Linked DNA regions of Zea mays: region 1 is linked to region 2. Evidence: chromatin contacts called from public Hi-C data. All regions are on one chromosome and are shown on one strand. The core of a region is the stretch at or near the end of the contact, and the rest is flanking DNA. Distances in the headings are between cores, read along the strand shown. Region 1 holds the start of LOC100191877 (N-acetyl-gamma-glutamyl-phosphate reductase). Region 2 holds the start of LOC103643732 (B3 domain-containing protein Os03g0619800).

Region 1 (5,535 bases), core at 1,440-3,939, 180 kb before region 2:
CAAATAGCTTTAGAAAAAAGCTAGATATTGACAATACTGATAAATTGTCGACAAATTTTAACACATAGTTTCAATGTTATAGACATAAATATTATACTTTTACCAAATCAATTCTATGGCATAACTTAGGATAATTTTATCCAGATCTGCAAATATTAACATAGATATGTGTAAGATGCCAGAAACTTCTATTAAACCTCACCTTTACCAAAGGAACGAGCGGAAGTTGAATAGATGTGGGATAACACCCTGGATTTGCTACCAGGCGTGCATTTCTTATGTCATCTCGTTTAAGTTCGGTCAAACCATACACAGCTTCCCCCTGAAAGGTGAAAAAGGATAAAATAAAGATAAATTCTAAGAAATATATTATAATGACACAAACAGAACCATTAAAAAACTATGAAAGCCAAACCTAATTCTTAGAACTTAGAAGAAGTATCATACAAGACATCAATGGCACAAATCATTAAGGACAATTGTGACAGCTTAAATACCAAGACAGCAAAGGCAATGCTTACTAGGCAAGATTGAAGAGAAAATCACTCCCTTTATTTTTTTATAAGGCGCATTAGTATTTAAAAAGGTCTTTCAGCTCTAATAATATAACCAATTACTACAAATCAACATTCTATATTCTTACTAACACACAGGCAGAATATGAACCTATGGATGAATTATACAGAAATTTTGGCTAATTGATGGTCAAATTTTAAAATGTTTGACTTTTTAAGTCCTAATATGCCCTACATTTTGAAATGGAGGGAGTAGTACGAAACCTGAAGTTCCGGTGCCCTGTGGGAATGTCCATACCACTCAGCATACTCATTGATGTCGCGTAGTCGGAAGTCCTGTAAGCAATAGTTTTTCAACAACTGAGATCGTACTTAGAGAAGTAAATAGAGTGTGTGCAGACTGCAGAGCATACCGCTGAGAGATCAACAATCTTTAAGTGTCGGGGTAAGCTTTTGATAATTTCCTGAAAAAATATATAATTAGGTAGTGCGTTCTAATGTATTAAAATCTAGTGCTTCACATGTTGCACAACAGAGTCTAAGATAGTATTGTTGTTGCGGGCTGTTATGGGCCTTAAGCCCATAAGCTAGGTCATTAGGGTTAGGTTAGCCACCTCTATATATAATGAGAGGTGGAGGTCATTAGCAGGTAAGCAAGAAGAATAGATCTGGTTTACTCCTAGGGCCTCCTACGGGAGGTCAAGTACCAGGACTATCTTGCGAGTGCATCTATGTTCATAACAATTGTACTAACAAATTTAGTAAGAGGTATGGAGAATTCAAGGTAAAAACATAATAGCGATAAACAAACCTGGGTTGTACCATGTGGCAAGCAGCAAAAAACAGCATCAACATCTGAAAAGTCAGCGTCTTTTATTGCGACCAGTCTCGGCAGGTCCTGCAAATCAGAAGAAAATCAATTAACAATTTTATATTTTTGATAAACATAACAAATAAAGTTGTGATTGATAACTCTAGTACAAAGAAATGCAGTACAGCACAGAGGTTTAGTTGTTTCTTGATATAACTAGGCTAAGATCATTGTGAGGAGAGAAGATAAGTTCCCACCTGTGTTATCAAGTGAGGAAATACTGATCCAAATTGCTCGCCAGCTTTTCTATCTGCAGTCATCACTTTTATATGAAACTGAGGGTGGTTCGCTAGAATCCGAACAATCTGTTAACAAAAACACAGTATAGCAAACACATTAGCAAAAACAAAAAAGAACCGAGGACAAAAATCCTCATACAAATGAGATCAGAATGATGGGACAACCTCAGCTCCAGTATAACCGCTGGCCCCTAGCACTGCAATGCGTATGGAATCCCCTGATTTAGGGGCTGCTGCCTTAGGGGAGAAAAGCCTGCGTGGTGAAGAAAAAATGGATCCCCTTGCACGGAGGGGCAGGGATCCAACCTAAAGCAGGGTACCATTTTCTGAATTTCATGAGCACTTCATAGTTCATATACAACACAGAATCTTACTATTGGGAAAGAAAACGCAAAGTTAATTCACCTGCTGAGGTTTCTTGAGTATGATGCCCGCGAATGGCTTCGAATTAGATCCAAGGATTCCATTCTGCACAGGGAAAAAAAGGTATTTGAGTGCTTCGCACTGTCAGGTCCGTATAGGCACATATGCACGAACTGCGAACAAGATCACATGTAATTTATCGTCGGAGCCTGGCCGCCTGCGGCTGGCCGGCGCCTGGCAACGAACGAGCTGGGAAGCTAGGCCGTGTGTGCGGTAGGGAGGCGAGGCATGAGGGGAGCGGCGGCAGCGGGCGGGGCAAATCTACCCTCGACTGGCCCGCTCCCAGCCGCGGGTTCAACGACACAACTCTACCTACTCTAGTGTGGAAAAGCATCGCCGTCACTGACCTGGGGAGCCAACCGCACTGAAGCCTGCGCCCCACAGCCGCCGAGCGTCGTGAACGCCATTGTCTCCCGTGTCCCGGCGCGATGCGGCACGCAGATCACCCGATTGTACCAATAAATACCCTAGCGAGTGCGAGGGGCTGCTAAGCTTGTCGTGGCTGGCGGCGCGGCTGCCCTGGGGTTGGTGGTGCTGCCGGTGCTGCTGTGCTGGTGCGAGTTGCGAGCTCTGACCCGCCCGCCGGAGGGCACATACAAGGTGTGGTGGACCGTTTTTCTTTCTTTTTTTCTTTTTGTTCGAGTTTTGTTTTTCAAGTACTTCTTCCTAAAGAGTATTACCTGTTCATAGATATATGACTCCATTAACCTTTTTTTGAAAACTTTAATCACTCATTTTATTCATAATATTTATTAAAAATGCAAAAATTTAAGTTAAACACAAACTTTAAGTGATAAAACAAATAAAAAAATGATAAGTCACTATTCTTTTAAATAAAACGAGTGATCAAATTTTTTTTAAATAATGGTATCATATATTTATAAACGGACGGACCTATTAAACAAAACATTTTGCGTCTCTATGTCTAAGATTCCTCTCTTATAGGGTGTCTGGACCCAACTAAACTTTCATCCACGTTATATTAGACGTTTAAATAATAAATATATATATATTAAATATAGTTTAATTATAAAATTAATTACAAAGATAAAGACTAGAAAAATATAATATGACACTAACTAAATTTCAGTCGAAAGAACAAACACCTCCTCATTTTCTCCTTTGGTAAGCACAGGATACCTAATTTTATCAGTCTTTTTTTATTGTGACATTACCAAACTGAACTAGAACTGTAAATAAATATTTTCAATCACTTCGAGTACTCCAGAACACAACATCATATACATGGAAACACGGTCTAAAATAGAGTTTTTCAAGACTATATGGACAGAAGTTTTTCTTCGAGCTGCTCAATTTTTTTTAAAGTAGTCGTTATTTTTAAGTTTTATGCGACTAAGATAATGACCGTGCGCTGAAACGCCACATAACCATATCTGATGCATATAAAAATAAATTTAATATTAAAATGAATATCAGATATTAAATTAATAAAAACAAATATTACAATTATCTTAACTAAAAGGACGAGAAATATATGAGTTTACAAAAACATGTCTCTATTTTTTATAGCTCACTCAGTTGCTCGTCCTACTTCAACTAGCGAAGTTGTATTATGTAAGAGCATTACACCACGTGTAGTTTTCTATCACGTTGAACTTAATTGGTTTTTCATAGCTTATCTGTTGTATAATAACATACTGGATCTATTGTTAGACGAGAAGTGAGAGATGAGAATAGACCTACACACTTTGCATAAAAATCATGTCGGGGACCATAATTAGGGATACCTCCAAGACTCCTAATCTCAGCTGGTAACCCCCTATCAGCACAAAGCTGCGAAGGCCTGATGGGTGCGATTAAGTCAAGGCTCGGTCCACTCAAGGGACACGACATCGCCTCGCCCGAGCCCAGCCTCGGGCAAGGGCAGCCGACCCCGGAGGATTCACGTCTCGCCTGAGGGCCCCCTCAAGCAACGGACACACCTTCGGCTCGCCCGAGGCCCAGTCTTCGCCGAGAAGCAACCTTGGCCGGATCGCCACACCGACCGACCATATCGCAGGAGCATTTAATGCAAGGATGGCTTGACACCTTATCCTGACGCGCGCCCTTCAGTCGACAGAGCCGAAGTGACCGCAGTCACTTCGCCGCTCCACTGACCGGCCTGACAAGAAGACAGCGCCGCCTGCGTCGCTCTGACTGCTGTGCCACTCGACAGAGTGAGGCTGACAGCAGCTAAGTCCGGCCTCGGGCGCCATAGGAAACTCCGCCTCGCCCGACCCCAGGGCTTGGACTCGGCCTCGGCTCCGGAAGACGACGAACTCCGCCTCGCCCGACCCCAGGGCTCAGACTCGGCCTCGGCTCCGGAAGACGACGAACTCCGCCTCACCCGACCCCAGGGCTCGGACTCGGGCTCGGCCCCGGAAGACGACGAACTCCTCCTCGCTCGACCCTAGGGCTCGGACTCGGGCTCGGTCCCGGAAGACGACGAACTCCGCCTCGCCCGACCCCAGGGCTTGGACTCAGCCTTGGCCTCGGACGACAGTCTCCGCCTCGCCCGACCCGGAGCTCGGACTCGACCTCGACCTCGGAAGACAGACTCGACCTCGACCTCAGAGGAGCCTCCACCTCGCCCGACCTAGGGCTCGGACCGACCACGTCACAAGAGGGGCCATCATTACCCTACCCCTAGCTAGCTCAGGCTACGGGGAACAAGACCGGCGTCCCATCTGGCTCGCCTCGGTAAACAAATAATGATGGCGCCCCGCGTGCTCCGTGACGACGGCGGCTCTCAGCCCCTTACGGAAGCAAGGAGACGTCAGCAAGGACTCGACAGCCCCAACAGTTGTCCTTCCTCAAGGCTCCAGCGCTCCTTCGACGGACACGACATCACATGAACAAGGTGTCAAGACCTCTCCGGCTGCCACGAAGGCATGTACTTAGGGCGCTAGCTCCTCTCTGCTAGACACATTAGCACACTGCTACACCCCCCCCCCATTGTACACCTGGACCCTCTCCTTACGCCTATAAAAGGAAGGTCCAGGGCTCTCTTACGAGAAGGTTGGCCGCGCGGGAGAACAGGATGGCGCGTACAGGCCTCTCGCCCCCTCCCACGCGGACGCTTGTAACCCCCTACTGCAAGCGCACCCGACCTGGGCGCGGGACAACACAAAGGTCGCGGGTTTCCCCTTTACGCCTGTCTCCCTCTGGTTTCCCCCCTTCGTGCTCCGTATCGCGCCGACCCATCTGGGCTGGGGCACGCGACGACAATTTACTCGTCGGTCCAGGGACCCCCCGGGGTCGAAACGCCGACAGTTGGCGCGCCAGGTAGGGGCCTGCTGCGTGTTGACGAACAGCTTCCCGTCAAGCTCCAGATGGGTAGTTTCCAACAACCTTTCCGGCCCGGGACGATGCTCCGTTTCGGGAGTCTTGAGTTCATGTCCCTCGACGACAGCTACGACATGATACTCCTTCCTCCGCCGCGCGACAGCGACAATGGCGGCCGACAACCCGCCCGCCGGTGGCGGAA
Region 2 (5,498 bases), core at 12-2,511:
TATGACTTTAACATGTCCCTAGATTTCTGACATGGGTTCAAATTTTTTGGTATAGAATTAACAACTAGATATAACACTCTAGGGTCCTTTGGTTGGGCTTTTGAACTCGCTTTTGCTTTTGCAAAAGTCAAAAGCCAACCAAAGGGCTAAAAGTCATTTGCTTTTGCTATAGTGCAAAACTAAAAGCAACCCACCCGCTACTTTTACATGCTATGAAGGTGGGAACCTTTAAAAATATCCATCTGCCACTAGTTATGAATATACTATTTCATTTTTTCTTTTTTCCATCTCTGACCTCTTCTCGTATGTGAGATTGTGACCCCTTTCTCGTTCTGTATGGTGTTTCTGGTTGATGACGATGCTCCTTCCTCTCCCCCGCTCAGCTCCAGCGACCCCTTCTCTAGACTTCCGGAGGCAAGGCCATCTCTTCGAGCATGGTTCTAGCTACTGCGTAGGACATTGGACGCCACGTGGGTGAGCGCTGGTCCACTATCGTGGTTGAGCACGACCTTGGCCGCCATGTGGGTGAGTGTGTCTCCACCATCGCAAGAGAGCATGACCTTGATTGGGGATCCATCAGGAGTAAGAATAAGTGGTTGACAGATGGGGTCTATTTGTCGAGAAAAGTTGACATTGGTTTTTTAAAAGCCAAAACTATTGAAGTAAACGACTTTTAGCTCTTGCATAGCTCTTAGTTTTAAAACTGTGCCTCATTTAGCTATTTCCATGAGACTCTTTATCGCACCTTTCATCTCATCGCTATTTCAAACTTCACTTTATAAACAGTTATACTACAATATAAAATAGTGAAATGATTTGTAAGTCTGTATAAGGTCTGCTGGAGATAGTTTACTCAACCCATTGTCACATGTTGTCTCTGCCTTCTCCTTTTCTTTTCTTTTAAAAATTAATAAAAAATATCTAGAGGATGCAAAATCGGGCTTGGACGAGGCATTCGGTGGGTTCCATTCTTACCTGAACCCGATGCCGAAACGAGAGACAGTCTACCCTACTTATCACACTGTTAATCGGTCTTGGACTCTCTGTCCTGGACTCCTGGTGTCCTGGTGGTGATGGGGTGACCCAGGTGGGTGGGAAAAAATATGTACATCTTGGATGCAAATGTTCTTTTTTACCGTCTTTCACATCTAACTAGAAGATCCAAAAAAAATAGATCAAAATTTGCAACTTAATTATTTTGTAATTTGTTTTTCTTGGATAAAAGTGTTTTTAGCATCCTGGATGCAAAGATTTTTTTTTGCGGGTGGGTCGTCCAAAGTAGAATCCAACGGCGCGCCGCAGCTCCTCCGCCCCTCCGCTCCCGCCGCCTATATTCCTTACTTGCGTTCGTTCGTCAAGCCCTTGCACAAGCGCGGGCGGCCCTCCGACCGGCTGAAACCCCGGCGGCCTCCTGAAGATTACGGTACCGGGATCGGTCTGAGCCGCCGAGGCCCGCGCAGGCGCTTCCTTATATATCGTTTCTTGGCGTGGCTAAGGTGGTGGTGACCATCCGGTGAATATGGTATGTATTGCATGCTTGATGTAATGCGAAGTTGCGATTTCCCTGTGCTACTACTTCCCGGTTGGCAAAATGTAATGCGACCACAAAAATGTGGTTTCTTGGCCGGGGCACCGGCTTCGTCTGCATTGCTCCCGTCTCGCAATGAGGAAAGATTAATTAATTAATACAGTATATAATCAAGGGTGTTATTGTTCCCTCTGGGCTCCGGGTCTGGTGCTCATCCTGTCCTAAATCTGGGTGCGATGCGATTCGCGTTCGGGCGATTCGACTCGGATATTGATCAAATGGTATCGATTCCTCCCGTCGATGCGGCAATTGCTGGCTAATGTATGAATGAACCTTCTACTGCTCAGTTGTTTGTAGGCGGTCTAACACTCCTTGAGTAATCAGCTGATGTGATGTGACACCCACCTGGATAGATAGTCTTTTCATCAAAGATGGCGATTTCGCTGGAACAATTTGATTATTTGAGATACATAGTGAGATACTGGCATGATTATTGATAATTTGATCATGGCAGCAAATAAACTTTTTGGTGTTTGTGCAGAACATTGTGTGTGAAGTATGTGGAGATATTGGTTACAGACAACTTCTGCTATGTTGCGGAGACTGTAAGCGTTATGCTGTGCACCAGTATGTCTTCCTTTTACGCTAATTTACTATGCTTTCATTTTACTACATAGATTCGATTTTATGTTCTGCTTATTAATGGGTTTAGACATTTTTTCCTTATAGTATATGACAAACCATGGTATCACCTTAGAGGGTAGGTTTATTTATATACCAGTGTTTTACATCATTATAATATCTTTTTCCAATCAATTCGAAAGTCAATAGACGAACTACAGGAATCTATCTATCTTCACATTCTATTGAATTATAAATGGATATTTGCAAATCATATATATATATATAATACCTAAATGGAAAACTCAAGTACCCTCTGTAATCTCTACTGTAGCTATGTTATTAGAGTTTATTATGATTCGTCATTGCGTAGGTACTGTTTGGACAAAGTTGTTTTCGATGCAACGTTGCTAGAATGGTTCTGTTATGAATGCCTACAAAGGCGTGGTGAAGTTACTTGCGTCGCATCTCTAGAACAGGTGTCAAGTGAAAGCCCACTAAGTCATGCTCATTTTGGTCCTCTAGTACATCAGCGTACTACTAAGAGGGTGGAGTCAGTAACAGGGCCATATTCACCCAGTGATGACTGTGAGGAATTATTTTCCTACCCTGGCATAGAAAGCATCCCAAGTGTTCAAGAAATAAGTGTAGATCCCATTAAGACTTCAAGTATTTCTGAACATGATACCATAGAAGCAGCTGCAAGCAGTGAAAGATTCACGGAGTGTCAAAAGGCTAGCTCCTGTCGCGAGGGGATAACTGTGAAGATGGCTATGGCGCCCTCATCATATGAGAACTCAGGTTACAACCTTATTCAAGTTGCTTGAATATTTACCTTAAATCAAACATCACTTGTTATTAAACTCTGTTGGGTAATTTTGTACAGGAGAAGACATTTTCTCTGAAAATGTATTTTTGGAATATGTTTTGGCATATAAATGTTATCTATCTAAAGCACAAAAGAAGAGAGTAATGGAGCTTATTCAGGAAATTCAACCTGAATTCACAGTTTTTATATCAATAATGCGGAGGGGCAATGTGCGACCTCCGGGTCCTTTTCTGGTAACTCCACTACCCCTATGGAATAAACAACTCATTTACCTCATCATTGACTGTTTGTAGATAATAGCGCCAGTGTATGGGAAATTTACCTATAAGATTCTATTTGTCATGAATCTTCTCAGCATCATGTTCCATTTGCTTGCTGTTAGGGAATTAACAAGGAATATGCAAATGCACATTTCCCAGATAAAAGCACAAATGTCACTCTTGAGATGCCTGACAAGAGCAAGAAGTGGCATCCCAAATTCTACAGAAGAGATGTAAGCAGAACCTGCATGCTTACGGGACAGTGGCTAGACTTTGTCTGCGACAATCATGTGCAGGAGGGAGATATATGCCTCCTTTTACCGACAAAAGATGAGATAAGATGCACGTTTATGGTCTATGTTCTTCATGAAACAACTCATTCTTCTAGAGGTGAGGCTGGCTTTCAAATGGGTGGCCCATGCCCTGGTGCATCTGGTGTGGCTTCAGAAATCCATGTTGAGGAGGAACCAACCACTGGTATTAGTGCAAAACATTAAAAAACTATTGAGTATCTATATTATTTCTTTTCTTGTTGTCTAAAACCGTCTGCAGGGGAACATGTTTCTTCAGAAAGTGATATGCGAGAAATTCCTCATGAATCTCTCTCGAGAGGAGACTCTGATGATCAATTTGAGCCTCCATACTTTGTACCATGCAAGAGTCCTCTATCTGAATCCCAAAAGAGAATGGTTGAGGAGCGAGTGCGAGCTATCCGATCTGAAATTCCCATTTGTGTGGCAGTAATGAAGAACAACAATGTTGGTGTCGCTCAACGTTGGATGCTAGTAAGCTCAAATCGTTTTCTGTTTGGTCTTGAATTGTTAATTTTTACCCTCAAGGTTGCTTCTCTATCACCTTAACCTTATTTCGTTTAAGTGGCCATCCTTTTGTCACCTGAGAACTCACCGATTCACCTGCCTTCATATGAACAAACTCTTTGCTATCAAATCATCAAAATGTAATATTTTCTCTATAACCATCAACATACAAAATTACGAATACAATCCACCATTATAACCCCTAGAAGTTTTCTAGATTATTCGGAGAGTTTTTGAACTACCCTGTAGGGCTAATTTGGTGATTAGGGATCCCTAAAGGATCCATGGGGGAGGAATCCCCTCGCAATTCAATTTTGAATAGCAAGAGGATTTCTTCCCCTCGGGATCCCCGGTCACCAAATCAGCTCGTAGTGTGTTGCTAACTACTGATCTTAATGCATCAGGAATTAGGTTCACGATATGGTTCGGTATATCTCCCAACTAAAGGGCAAACCATATTGCTCCAGTGCGGGGGGACGACATGGAAGGCAAAATTGATGTTTCATAATGGTAGAAGGTGGTTTCTGAATGGAGGTTGGCCCAATTTTGCTCGCGGCAATGGCCTGCGTGTGGGTGACATCTGTCTATTCGAACTGAAGAAGAAAGACAGTAAGCTTACCATGGCAGTCCACATCATTCGCAGGGAGAAGTTTTAGTTTGCACTATACCAAAGTGTGGCTCCTGTTCTTTCGGCTGGTACCCTGGGCTTATTGTACTTGTTCTATTTTGACAGTCGTGTGGCTGATCTCTCGAAGGATTAGAGACCAATCTGTAACATCTGTTGGTAGCTATCGTGCCGCCTTGCTTTTGCTTATGTTGTACTTAACACCCTTCTTAAAGTTTCATCTGAATTAAAAGTGATGACTATTGTTTGTCATCGAACATCTAGTCTGTGTTCTCAATATAGTCTCTCATGCCTGTTACGTCTATCTCCCTCTCAAGAAAGAGATCCGGTTGTCCAGGAACCAGTTAATATTAATTGTTTATTCTCTCTTTGTGCATGTACAATGTATGAAAATAATGGAAAATACTATTACTAATTCTTATATTATTATATTGAATGAACCAGGTGGTAGCATTATAGAACACCCAAATTTTTATTTTTGGAACCTAAATAAATCTTTTTAAAGATTTATTTGAATTAAAAGTGCTTTTAAGATGGGTTATGTATTTGAATTATTTTCAGAAATAAATATATGGGTAAATGTAAAATCATGTTTGTGCACTGTATGTTGGTGCATTATTTTTGCCTGTACGAATTCAAATTTGCATCCAAAAATATGAATTTGATTGAAACTCTTTTCTAGAAAATTCAAAAAGGTCTTTACCCCTTTTTTCTCTGGTTTTCGCTGGCTGATTTCCTGACCTCGGCCTGTTAAACAAAGAAGTGTGTAATCTATATTTGGGAGGAGATCATCTATATTTGGAGATGTGTCTCCTGT

What was found. A called contact is a pair of places that touch in the nucleus more often than the background predicts.
Region 1: a Hi-C map of ear shows a contact between it and region 2, with 2.4 times the contacts expected there. The contact joins the promoter of LOC100191877 here to the promoter of LOC103643732 in region 2. A contact is called at or near these places in 2 of 25 Hi-C or Micro-C datasets (ear and tassel).

What each region holds. Positions count from the first base shown.
Region 1 is chr1:261,123,745-261,129,279 of Zm-B73-REFERENCE-NAM-5.0, reverse strand. LOC100191877 (N-acetyl-gamma-glutamyl-phosphate reductase) reads right to left here and starts at 2,689. Exons shown (of 14, transcript NM_001137301.2): 1 at 2,396-2,689; 2 at 2,031-2,093; 3 at 1,791-1,931; 4 at 1,584-1,691; 5 at 1,327-1,413; 6 at 929-979; 7 at 780-851; 8 at 203-322. The coding sequence starts at 2,455.
Region 2 is chr1:260,938,601-260,944,098 of Zm-B73-REFERENCE-NAM-5.0, reverse strand. It overlaps LOC103643732 (B3 domain-containing protein Os03g0619800), which reads left to right and starts at 1,261. Exons shown (of 7, transcript XM_008666908.4): 1 at 1,261-1,522; 2 at 2,070-2,155; 3 at 2,523-2,950; 4 at 3,036-3,211; 5 at 3,361-3,715; 6 at 3,791-4,023; 7 at 4,461-5,029. The coding sequence starts at 1,520. The coding sequence ends at 4,712.